Linked DNA regions of Oryzias latipes: region 2 is linked to region 1. The links are chromatin contacts, called in public Hi-C maps. All regions are on one chromosome and are shown on one strand. Each heading gives the region's core, a stretch centred on a gene start, on an enhancer-like site or on the middle of the called end of the contact. The rest is flanking DNA. Distances are from core to core; before and after follow the strand shown. Region 1 holds the start of mindy3 (ubiquitin carboxyl-terminal hydrolase MINDY-3). Region 2 holds the start of glipr2 (Golgi-associated plant pathogenesis-related protein 1).

What was found. Hi-C and Micro-C count contacts between places; a contact is called where the count stands out from the background.
Region 2: a Hi-C map of embryo shows a contact between it and region 1, with 4 times the contacts expected there. The contact joins the promoter of glipr2 here to the promoter of mindy3 in region 1. A contact is called at or near these places in 5 of 5 Hi-C or Micro-C datasets (embryo, fibroblasts and gastrula embryo).

Annotation. Positions count from the first base shown.
Region 1 is chr16:16,910,700-16,917,316 of ASM223467v1, reverse strand. It overlaps mindy3 (ubiquitin carboxyl-terminal hydrolase MINDY-3), which reads left to right and starts at 3,309. Exons shown (of 16, transcript XM_004077853.4): 1 at 3,309-3,441; 2 at 3,889-4,120; 3 at 4,413-4,492; 4 at 4,602-4,662; 5 at 4,773-4,979; 6 at 5,154-5,205; 7 at 5,848-5,962; 8 at 6,118-6,191; 9 at 6,348-6,427. The coding sequence starts at 4,027. LOC101165000 (probable assembly chaperone of rpl4) reads right to left here and starts at 3,011. Exons shown (of 11, transcript XM_023964244.1): 1 at 2,826-3,011; 2 at 2,567-2,679; 3 at 2,335-2,481; 4 at 2,052-2,198; 5 at 1,483-1,595; 6 at 1,267-1,390. The coding sequence starts at 2,895.
Region 2 is chr16:17,134,981-17,141,597 of ASM223467v1, reverse strand. It overlaps glipr2 (Golgi-associated plant pathogenesis-related protein 1), which reads right to left and starts at 3,006. Exons shown (of 5, transcript XM_004077858.4): 1 at 2,654-3,006; 2 at 2,089-2,197; 3 at 888-991. The coding sequence starts at 2,666.

The DNA.
Region 1 (6,617 bases), core at 2,060-4,559:
CAGAAGCAATCTCATGAAACTTTCCTCTTCAGGCTATCGGAGTCTCCATAGAATTATTTGACCTATGTATTCATGTAAATTCTGCTTTAATATATATCCTTATTACTAAAATATATATATATATATATATATATATATATATATATATATATATATATATATATATATATATATATATATATATATATATATATATATATATATATATATTTTAAGCATTTATATTTGTTAGAAAACTAGAAAGCTAGATCCAGTCTGACCCCTAGAGTTTATAGGTAGTACTGCGGGATAAATTAAGCGTATTGTGGCACAAAGAGAAGAGTTCTTTCTTTCTCATTAGTGAATACAAAGTTGATGACTTTACATTTTGGCACTCTAAATGCACACAATATTATTTATTGCAACTTTAAGAGGAACAATTGTAAAAATTGTAGGTTTCTCAATGTAGCAGCTAGGCTATGAATTCTTATTTTGTAGTAATCATAAACATTATGATTGAACTATAAAATTACGAAAGAAATCCCATATTTATTTAAAAACTTAGGCCAAAGCAAGTGGTGCAAATGTCAAACAGTTCATTAAGGTAAGAGATGCTTTTTACTGTTTTTGCAGATATACATGTTTGAATATAATTATTAAATGTTTGTTGTATTCAATATTGATGACTAAAGCAAATAACTTGGTATCACATGCACGTTGTTACATTTGAACTGTGTTTAAAGCTAAAGAAAACATAGTACAAGTGTGGCTTCTTCCATTTGTTAGTTGCATAAACATCACTATATATACATTTTTGTATGCATATACATGAATTGTAACTTTCATTTTTACCTTCCAATTAAAAATAATCAATTCTACTCCCCATTAAAATTCATTTCAAATTATTATTTTGTACTTTTTTTGGGGGGGGGGGGGGGTCAGAATCCCCGATGCCATGCAGCAAATTATCTTCAGATTTTTATAAACTGAGTCAAACATGTGGATCATCTCTTCCTCTTCATCAGATGACTGTGTGACCTCAACGATGTGCCCAGTAATTACCATTTCTATGAGCATGACCCATCCTTGTGTGTGAGTGTGTGTATAAGTGTTAATGTAAGTGTCCATTTACTGATTAATGGCATACACTTCAATCTGCTCAGAATAATTAACTCAGCAGATTCCTGCTTTAATGTGGTGATAAGTCATCTGAAGTGTGTGTGTGTGTGTGTGTGTGTGTGTGTGTGTGTGTGTGTGTGTGTGTGTGTGTTGTGTGTGCAGACTGACCTGGTTTCTCTCTGTACTAAACAGGTAACTGGCCATAAGCTGTAGAGCCTCGGGATTGTCGTGCTGATACTTTAATGCCATCTCAATAGACTCCCGGCACTTGTCTGCAGCACCCTCTTCCATGCTGTAAAACAGATACAGAAAAAAAAATAATCCACGGCTACATCTGTGGGAAGGCTGTCAGTTTTACAAGAGCATTTCTGGATATGCTCGTACCAGAGATCTGTTAAATAAATCTCCGCAATAGAGCAGTACGCCACACTGACATCCTTTTCAGATGGCGGTTCCTTATCTTCAACTGTTGCAGCTGCAGCAGCTCCAGCTTGAGCCTGTGAGAAAAGGAAAGGACAGAAGTTATGAGCAGTTTAACAAATAAACTCCCAACTCAATACTGAAAAATCAACTGTTTCTTTTATAACCTACTGTAGAATCATTTATATGATTAAATAACTAATATTAATATCAATATAATAAACAAAAATGATGATGGACGGTGGATGGATAAGGTGTTGAATAAATTGTTTATTTTTATTTTTGTAATACAAACATATTTAGTATCACTTCATAGTGTATTGACTAACATACAGACCCTGTTGTCAGTAGAACTTTGAGTGAAAAAGGCAGGCCTTTCGAGCTTAAACAATGAACAGAAAATATGTATTGTCAAACAGCACCCTCTTGTGGTCGTAATAATGCCTAAAATACCACACAATTTTAAAATAATGTTTTACTTTTTGTTTCATGATTCACTGAGTTGTTTTTTTTTTCAACATCTTTTCACTTACTGTTTCTTGTTTCTCCAATGTTGACAGTAGTACTTGTATCCCTTTAGTGTAGTAACCTACAGCCTCCAATCCGGTGTGGATTTGTCCAAGGTACATGTATTTACTGTGGCCTTCATCTGGACTCAGCTCCACTGCACGAAGGAAAACTTAGAGGAAACTAGTCAAGGAGAAGAATTATATCGAAAATAAAGAGAAATATAAGAGCTGTGTCTCTGTGACTTAGGATTAATACATAAATGCAATATTATTTATAAGAAAAACAACATAAAAAATGATAGGATATTCCTTTGGCTTTCTGTGTGTCTCCCAACTCAGAGCAGATGTGTCCCTGCATGTCAAGTGCTTGCAGGTTGTTGGGGTCCACATCCAAGGCTCGCTGACAGAAGAGGCCAGCCATCTCAAAGTCAAAGCTGTCCATGTATTCTTCAGTCTGTACAAATGCAGTTAAGACCAAATTATTCCCCGTAGTAAAGTAATATTTAAATAAACAAACCCGAACATGCTCACAACATGACCTTCTCAAGTAGTTGCTCCACTGAATATTTCTGGGATGTCTTCTTCTTAGCTTTCTCGTGCATTCTTAGCTTCATCCTTTCTTGAGGTGACAAATCAACAAATCCTCCAGCATCTGCTGTAGTGACAGGCTTAGTGTTAGTTTTGTCTAACTAGAATCCCATAATAGTCAAAGCAGGTAATATATTAGGTTATTTTCTTATGTTAGGTACCATCCAGTCCACTTGTAACGAAATGACTACTTTGTCCTGTACATATTACCCTTTTTAGTTCGATGGTTTTTCCTCTTCGGTTTGTTGTTCTTCTTACTGCTCTTTGCCTGACCTCCCATGTCTAAGGATAATCGGTTTTATAGATTTGCAATGTGATTGTAAATCCGAATTTTCCCCCAACGTGAGAACAGAGCAAAAGCGTGTTAACACACTAGGCAAATGCTTGAAGTGCGCATGCGGCAATGTTGACAAATTAACCACTACGGAGGCTGGTAGTGGACATTTTAGTGCCGTCACGACTTTGCTTAAGTCACCATTTTATTATGAGTCTTTTTCAGTAGTACTACTCTATCTTGAGTCTTTCCTTATTTATTCATTCTTTGAAAAAAATTAAATTATCACTAATTTTCAGAATTATCTTTCTCTCTGTTACGTAAATGTGGGCAGGTGTTCGACTTTATTGACATATCATTTGACCAATGAGCTAACAACTTGGCCCTCATGATGTCAACCAATCGGGAGTTACGTACAGATTTACGTACGTACGTTTCCCCCCCACAGTTTGCTGTCAGTAAATATACGAATGACGGAAAAGTGGCATTCGGTGGTAATTTCAACAAAAATATATTCACAGAGAAATTCTGACAGCTCGACTTTTTACCGAGGTGACCGAAAATTCTACATCTGGACTTAACTGTTTATTTGTAGTCGCTACTGATTAATGGGAAGTGAATGACACAAAGCAACGGTTAGCTGCTGGTAGCGTTGCTGCTAATGCTAGGCTGGGTTATTGCCAAAACAGCTTTACATTTTTAATTATTATTGTTAAGTCGCGAATTATTTTAAATTATAGCAAACCAGGGTGCTCTTAATTTTTATAATCAATTATTTTGTGTCTTCAAATGTATGGTTTACCGTTTGGTGGTTGCATGCAGCTCTTCTTAGCTGTTAGCAGTTGATGAAGCTAGTTTCAAACATTCATTGCAGAAAAATATTATTACGTTATCAGCCGTCAACAGTTCCACTGCACTTTGACATTTGAGGTCTGACTTAATCTTTAAACTGCTTCCGGGTGATAAACCAATAGTAATTTGTGTTTTTCACCTTTTTAGCTATAGGTTGATTTGGCAAAGTTGATGTCATCCCTACTCGTGCGTTTGGTGCCAGTTTAGTCTCAGGAGTGGCTTGTGGCAGATGTCACAGGCACAGCCTTTAAAAAAAGTGGATTATAAGAAGAACCGAAATAAAACATGTCAGAGCTGAATAAAGAGGTGGTGGACTTGGTCTGGGGGAGGACTTCTGATGGAGGTGTGTCAGCCTCAATCTTTCGAAGATGGACCCAAGGTATGATCATGTATTTGAATGTCCTAAAATGAACAATAATGTTTATTTGATAAATGGAATCATCAATGCTTTGACATTTTCCCTCCTGGTTTCTAGCTGATGGAGGAATTTCTCAATATTACTGAAAATCATTACCGTTTCCTGCTTATGTTTGGATGTTTTGTTGAAATCCCTCTGAAACTCAAATTTAATGTGGGCCCTTCTTGAAGTGGAGGTGTGAGTGCTTCTTACAAACTCAGAAAATATCAAAGTAAGTTTTCTTTTGTACCTTATTTTCTCTCCCGTTAAACAGGGTTTGTTTTTAGCGAGTATGAACCCACAGCGCTGGAGCAGTTTGAAGGAGGACCATGTGCTGTAATTGCACCTGTCCAGGTACTGTCTTGTTGCTTTATCAAATCAAGATATAAAAGTTTTTTTGGAACTTGCCATTGAGTCTGTCCTTACACAGTCTGAGAGGGTTTTTTTTTTTTTTTTTATACAGGCTTTTCTTTTGAAGAATATACTTTTTAACAGAGAAAGCTCCAACTGGAGACAACTACCAGGTAGATTATTAGTGGGGGAAAAAAACATTCAAGCTACAAATTTTGGTGTTACTTATGTAGTTTTGTTACGTTTTCATTTCAATTAATCAACATTGTCTCTATCTGTTTAGAGGAAGAACAGAAAACAGCCCTGTGTTCTACGTTGAGTGAAATTCTTGAGTCAGCCTGTGCCAGCCTTTCAACTGGGTTCTGCATTGTGACCTGGGCTAAGGGACATTCCCCAGACACTGGCAAACTTACTGCAACAGAGCCAGAGTCACAGGTACAAACACAGGACAAGCCCGAAAGCAGCAAGCCTCTGCAGGAGCAGCAACCCAGTAAGTGCTGTGTCTATCACTTTCTAGCATGAGATGCATGCATTAATTTAGTGCCCACTCATTTACTGAGGCGTTGTTTTATGTCAAAAATGGGGGGGGGGGTATTTTGTTATGACTAACCTTTTCAAGATTTTGTTTTGCTTGTTAAGAGATTGTGTGTTCTCTTTTGCCTAGCTTATTCGGTTGCTGAGGATCTTAGCTTTGAGCGATTTCACAGTGTTCTCCAGTAAGTGACACTAAGTGTTCTAACATATGAAGCACTTTGCATCTTGGCAGCTGAATTCACCTGATGTGATCCTAATATTGAGTAATGCATTGTGTTTTCTATAATGTTAAGACCTCGCACATCATTCTTTTACAGTTACATGTATTAAACTTTTTCACCATGCTAAAAATTTGATGACTCAGGACTATCCTTGATTACCCAGTATGAAAAAAAGATACGTCTTATACAGTACACCATGTTTTTAGATGGTTCACCCAAGTGAAATAAATGCAGTCTGAGATTTGTAAAAAATCTGTTTTGACTTAAAACACAGAGGGGCTTGGTGACTTTGATGGACAGCTCTAACATCAAGATTTAAGATTCCTCTGCAAACCTGTAGAATATGTTTTCTTTTCTGTTACATTTAATTAGTCTACATTTAATTTTTATCTTGGTCTCACATCCTAAAGGACTGACTGATTTGTCTTAATTGTTGTTGCAACAAATACATACGCAATGAAATTGCCCATTTTTTAGATGAGGAGAAATCACATGGGGGAAACAGTGGTGGCAAAAAAAAAGCCTAGCGGATCTGACTTTCTTGATGAATTAATTTCTGTATTTATTGTTCTTTTGAACCTACAGTTGATTTTTATCTTTCAGCAAACGAACCATCCTGTCAGCATCAGATCTGAGAGAAGAGGTGTTGTCTCTCTACCACTCCTGGAGGGGGTGCTGTGGAGTTTTACTTTTCCTCTACTCCGTCATCCTCACCAAGGTAAAAATGTTAATTCTTCTCTAAAAATGATTGCAAAATATTTTTGTTTGTTTGTATGTGTTTTTTTTTTTTAAAAAAAAACATTAAATAGTAATGTTTTGACCTTCAAGAGGATTTTGCATCAATATTCTGGTTTCTGTTTTTTGTTCGTGCAGGGCATAGAAAATATTAGGAATGAGATCCAGGATCCAACAGAGCCTCTCATAGATCCTGTGCATGGTCATGGAAGGTATTAAAACACATTCTCACCTGTTTTCTGCCCTTATTAGTTCATGTGTGTGATCAGGAATGTATCTTCAACTGTTATCTATTATAATTAAGAACCCCTTTAATTTTGTTTTGTCACGTTTGCCATTTTTTTAATCTTCTGTTTTGTGTGTTGCAGCCAGAGTCTGGTGAACCTGCTCGTAACTGGCCATGCTGTCTCAAACGTTTGGGATGGAGATCGGGAATGCTCTGGCATGAGTAAGATGGCAAACTGAAATGATGAAAAGCAAAGTTACTGCCTGAAAAAAACATAGTCTAAATAACAAAATAGAAACAGGAATACTAGATTTATAGAGTTCGGTACTAAAATCAGCCATATTTCCCAGCTGCTTAGAATTTCTAGCATTAACAAAGCAAAATTGTTTCTATTTTTGGCATTATACATGTG
Region 2 (6,617 bases), core at 1,757-4,256, 220 kb before region 1:
TTTAATTTAATTCCTGTTGCAACAGGAATTGAAAGGGCTGTGCAAAAACAAGTACCTGCAAGGCAAAAAAGAAAAGAAAAGAAAAGAAAAACCATGTGACAAACACAGTAAAAAAAATAAAAACCTAAGTGAGTATAAACTCTTAAAGAGTCCAAGGAAAAAGATCAGAGCAATTTTGAAACAAGGAGGGCATTGAGGAACAGAATTTCTTTTTCTTTCAAGAATTCCAACTTTAATTTAATGGAAGAAAAGAATTAGTCCCTAATATAATAAAGCCAAAATTCTGGGATTAAAGTCAAAATCCCTAAAACTAGTCAGAATACTGAGATGAAAGTAGGAATTAAGAGACAAAAGTCAAAATTTTAAAGGAAAAAAAAAAAAAGTCAAAATTCTGGGGATACAAATCCAGATTGTGAGATAAATTCACATTTTTGAAAGAACATTTGAATTCTCAGATAAGTGTCAGTATTATGAGGAAAAACTGTAAAAAAAATTGAGAATAACAGTAAAAAAATCTGACATAAAAGTAGAAATTCTGAGAAGAAAAAAATCCTATTTCTGAAGAGTAAAGTCAAAAGTTCATGAAAAACAGTCAGAATTGTGAGATTAAAATGAGAATCCTGAGAAAAACAGTCACAATTCTGAGATTAACAGTCAGAATTCAGATATACTGAAGCAAACCTAGAAAAAAACGTGTTTCATTTTATTCCTGACATATACAATCGCTACAGAAGTGTGTTTAATAGAATTTCATTTGAGTTTTCTGCATCCCGGAGTTCAGATTAATAGTGTGTCAAGTTTTGTTCAAAGGTCAAATAAAAGCTTTTTATGATAGATACATTTATTTGATGTCACTTCTTGAGACAGGTGATTAAAAGGTTACTTACCCGTTTGGTCATAGGAGGCCCATGCAAGGTTTTCTCCACAGCTTCCTCTAGCCGAGGCCTCACTGTGTTTTAGGATCCGTATACTGGCCAAACTTTCTGCATAGCTGAAAAGACAAGACCAAAAAAGTCTGTGATTTCACAGTGGCTCTTCAGTGTAACTGCAATCAACAGAAATGTAACCATCTCTTAAATTTTACATTCTCCCCCTCTCTTTTATTCTCCGTCAAGTCCCAAAAAAAATTGTACACAAATATATCAAAAACAAAGTTTTGCTTTAAATGCAAAGGGGGTTCATACAAATTTACTCCTCTTCGTGTGTTGAAAGCTAAATACGTCTTCTTATTAGTAAAAATCTGTCCAACACAAGAGGCTGTCTGCTTTAATCTGTTTGCTCATTTCAAAGCAGATGTTTTTTTTTCATAGATTGTGCTTTATTTTCAGCTGCTTTAATGTTGAAAAACTACTTCCTTGATGAATTTTGCATAGAAGGGATTTTTACCAGAAACTGCACAATAAAGTACAAATATATACATACATAAAATTAAACCTAAAACATTATACTGCTGTAAGCTACTTTTTTTTCATTCCTTAAAGAACACTCAACGTTTTTGTTTCCTTTGGTTTCCTGCATAGCCATTTGGCAAAGCCTGCAGTTATCCTGGTTCCTCCCTGCTGTTTTGCGTTTGTGCAGTAGTGGCTCAATTATGTTTAGCTGACAGAAAGACAAATTAATGATTGTATTGATTACACAGAGAGAGGAAACCTTGTACCTCTCCCTGTAGAGCTCATTAGAAAATGAAGAAGCAGATTGGTCCTATAGTTTCTCTGCAGGGCTCTCCTGAAAGTGACTCTTGGAGTGCCTTGGGAAATATGATTTGCATGAAACTGGAGAATAATACTAATAATTCCCCATTCTATAATTTCTCTGTGTTTTTTTTGGCCAGAAAGGTTTAAATAAATCAGATAGAGATGAAGTTACACCAGATCTGAGTGAGGTAAAATATCCATGTAGCTGCATTCAGTCATCAATAATCCTCCATCACTCAAATCCTAGTCACAGTTAGTGGTTACAGCACATGACAGCTGGACCTGGACCTGTCATCCTCAGCTATCTGACAATGACTGATGAACTGCACATGGTCCTTGCTAATTAAGCTCCTAATTTGATCTGAGTGCAAAAAAAAGAAGAAAAAAAACCCACCGGGCAGCTTCCGTGCTCAGCTTGCTGCTCAGCTTCAGTTCAGGAGCCTGGTGCTTCTTCCTGTACTCATTATGGCATCGCAGCAGCTCCTCCGAAAATTGCTTTGAGGCTGAGAGACAGAGAACATGAGAGACAGGAAGACTCAGAGGCCAGCTGACAGAAAAAGGTATGATGGTGATGATGCAACACGAAGGCCTGTCACACGACTGCAGAGCTGAAACCTCCAGACTAACTGATCTCAGACTGTGAGTCACAACTCGGTGACGGATCATGATGGGGCAGACCAAGCAGTCTCAGATGCTTGGTGCCTATCACTCAATGGTCTTTTCAGAAGTTCTACAGTCCCTGGAGTACTCACTACAATAGGCACATTCATGAGGAGTCAAGAGAAGTGCCAGTTCACAAGAAGTGCCACAAAAATAGCAATCATTTAAAATAAAACAAGACCTAAATGTTACTTAGTTTAAATATAGATCATAAGTGCTAGAAAATAACTAATGATATTTTCATGATTTAAAAGTGGTCACTTTCCAAAAATTGGTAATAAAAATAATACTTTTCTTACCAGATTTTCCCATTTTGTTCAGTCAGTCCTCAATAAGGTTTAGGTTAGAAAACAGCTCCTCCCTGGTCTTGCTTCTTCTCAGTCTTACCGTTTTTTAGTTCCACTTCTTCTCTTCTGCCGCTAACACAGACACTCTGAAAGAGTCTTTGAATAAGTACCCAAACCCTTCAGGACTCATCTTTGAACAGAAATCTCACAAAGTTTCCCTTTGGCTCATTGTTTAGCAATAATCATTGAGCAACCGGCTACTTCCTTATGTTCTGTTTCACCTCCCTGAAAAAATAAAAAAAAATCTGCTCTGACTGTTCTCTGCCCAAAGGGACACACACCCACAGCCTTTCTGCTCCAGAATATGAAAGGGGAGCCCTTCACTCAATGCTGACATCATCTCTGTGGGACACATGCCCATACATGGCTCTGGGAATTTAACTTGGTTGCCATAGAGAAGGCAGCTGTAGTGGAGACCACATGGTAAGTCCCGGGCCTCATAATGATGCAGCCATGTGAACAAAGTAGTCTTTACAAACACTGCTGGGATATTTCTGCCTCAGTAAGATCAAATCTGCTTTAACATTAAGATAAATCTTAAACTTCACACTCAAATAGACATTTCTTAGCTTCTATCATTGGTGAAGTGATTGAGCAATTCTACTATTGCGGCTGACGTGTAGGAAGTGTGAAGACAGGCGATTCCTCATGCTGCAGAGAAAGTTTTTTACAATTGTTTTATTTAATTGAAGTAACCCCTGCAAATAAATTGAACTTCAGGGTGTTACATTTATCATTTGGCAAGAATTAAATGACACTTAACGAAGGCAGAAACGGTTTTCCAGCTACATCTCAGTGCAAATTGCCTCATATATCACTTCAAATCTCATAGCTTAGAAGTAAAAATGTTTTCTACTTTTTTTCATTGTGCCTGTTTAAAGAATCAATGGCTAGACCTACAACCTCTAAATTAGATTGGACTTTTCTGCCTTTCTGGATTTCAGAACTAAAGGTTTCGATCAAACTGCTTTATTTGTTGATGTGATTGATGAATCTTTGGCTAAGTAGCAAGTGTGAGCACACTTTGGTATATTTAAATAAATCAAGATCAGGAAAAGCTCTTAGCCATGGAGTCACAATGATTTAGAGTAAAACAACAATAAATAAAGCAAATAAAGGTTTAGGGCAAAAATTAAGGCCCCAACAGCTCAGATTTTAAAATCAGCTCAGTTTTTCTTTTATTCCAAGAAAATAAAACTTTTCTTGATTTTTTTTTTTTTTAAACATAAAATGTTTTGGATGTATTCAGTTTCCCCTTATCCAACATGCCAGTTCAAGTATCTGTTTAAAAGTTCCTCTTTCTTGACAGTGCATTTATTTAAAATCAGTTACAAGTCTAAATTATTACATTCAATTTTAACACTACACTTTATCCATAGTGACACAGTCAAATACATTGCATTGGATTGACATGTTGCACTATTTTGCTCTGTTTATGTTAAGTCTAAAGGTACCTACCTACCTGATTAGGCCAGAAGAGGTGAATAAAGGTGGAGCAACTTTAAGGAAGTGGACTGTACCAAGTGGTTTAACATCATGGGGGTCTCGTGTATTTGGTCGTTTTAAGTGTTTTTAAGAGCCTGATAACCCAATTACGGTAAACAATATTTCTGGGTGTGTCATTATTTCTATACTTAGGCTACCAGGGTTTATTTTTTTTATTTAGTTGTCAGTTCTGAACTAATTTTTATTTAGAGAACCCTTGGGAAAAACTAGTCTATTTACAGTCGCAGACTCAGTCCAACTGCATTTTTTATCTATTTTTAAAGCATTCCTAGTGGTCTTTTAATCACGATTATGCAGTTTTAAGACAAAAAAAAATAAAACAAATAAAAAATAAGCCCAACAACAAACATAAATAAATAAATAAGAACAGTGTAGATTTTTAAGGCAGCAATAGTTCTTTATAAAGTGGCCTCTGAGTTGTGGGCTGGACTGTTTGCACTTAGTAACCCTCCACTAAGGTCCCACCATCCCTTTGTTTACACTTTCTCCCAATAGCTTAGAGCCCCTCACAACCCCAAGCTAACATTAGCAACAACAAAAAATGCAAGCAATATTGGAGCCATCAAGCTGTACAGTTTTGAGCCAGATGCCGGCTCAGACGAGGAAAACGAAGACGTTAATGGATCTATTTGTTTGCAAGTGGATGTATCTGCATTGGAACAGAGCAGGGAGTCTTTGGCCCACCCATTTTACTTGCTGCATCACAAAAATGACCTTTCTGAAACTGGGCGCTTCTAACTGCTCCTGATCCATAGTCTTACATTATTTTATATATAGTTTTCATTCATCATAAGAAAAATGCTACATGTTAAAAATGTCAAAAACACAATTTTCATTAGAGTGGGTCTTTAAGTGTACAAGCATCCTCAGTATATAAGTGATGCTCCAGTTTATAATGTTCCAGTTTAGTGTATTCAGATAGTATACGTCCTACACTATAGTCAACAGTATACTTGCTATACCTCAAGTGTACTTAATAAAATACACTTTAAGTGTATTACTTTTTGTTAAGGGGATCCTTCAGAATTTCCTGTCCAAATTAATTAATCAATTTTGAATCAAACCCACATTTGTAAATGTAAGCTGAAACAAATTGACTGCTTATGTTATCCAATTATTTTAAAAAAGATGTTTTCGGTTGGTTAGGTTTCCTTCACTTTTGGGGGGTTCTGGCTGCCGCCTCTGCTGTGGCGGGGTCTTGGTGTGGGGATGGCTGGGCACTCTCCCTCCTTCTTTTTACATTCCATCATCCATTTTAAAAAAGAACACTCACTTGATCACAGGTGTTAGCTCACCTTTGCACTAATATTTTGCGTGAGTGAATGAAATGTTTCACAGTAGTTGGTTTGAATGCATAGGTATGCGTGTGTGAACATTATTTGTATTGTGTACATGTTGACATGTGAACGTTTTTGGAGCCAACGGGTATGTTTGTGGCATTTGGGTGTGTATGGACAGGCCCCGCCCTTGATAGACGTGTATTACATCTGAACCTCACTGTAATGAGTATAATCATCCAGCAACTTGTTGCTTTATGCTGCTTCATGGTCCCCCCCCCCCCTTCTACAATCACCCTTCTACCCCCCCTCTAACATTCCTCTTTCTTTCTCCCTCCTTTCCTTTTTCGTCCGGTCCGACACAAAAGATTTTCAAATATGATTAAAATGAATAAAGTTTGGCCTCGATTACAAAAGGGGTTTATTTAGACATACCTCTGGTTTGTCAGAAGATTCATAACCCCTGTTGTTCAAATAAAATATGTCCAACACAAGAGGCCTTCAGCTCTCATCTGTTTGCCCAGCTGTTGGACAGGACAAGTTAAAAAAAAAGGTTCCTCAACTTTTGTTCAGTGTAATGACGTTGAATCTATTAAAGATTAGCATGAGATGCTAAAAGAAAAACATTAAACTTAAAACAGAAACTAGAGAGGAGTATTATCTTTCTGGTTCCATGTCATTTTAGAATGTTTTTACCACCATTTTTATAGAAGTATATAAAAAAAGACAATTTCAAAACTGCTCCCACATCAAGAGCTCAGAAGAAAGATTGGAAAGTCTTCTAAAATGTGGACGTTGAGATGTAAACAAAGTAATCAAAGGTTATAAACAACTGGCAACAAAAAGTAGGTCAAAACATAGTTTACTTATTAAATCCTCAACAGTTATAAACAAAGGAAGCAATGATTGGACCACATTTCTGCAAACAGTTGTGTCTAAATATTTACTACACTTTTTTATGGTATTTCCATAATTTTCACTGGTAACAACATCAAATGAGGAGTTGCATGATAAAGAACGTTGAATGGAATTTCAAAGTTAAATTTTCAGATCCAGTTACAATAAAATAAAATTGTTGGTAAAAGAAACTTCTTGTACTTTTACATTAAGTGCTCCTTTGGAAGTGAACAAGA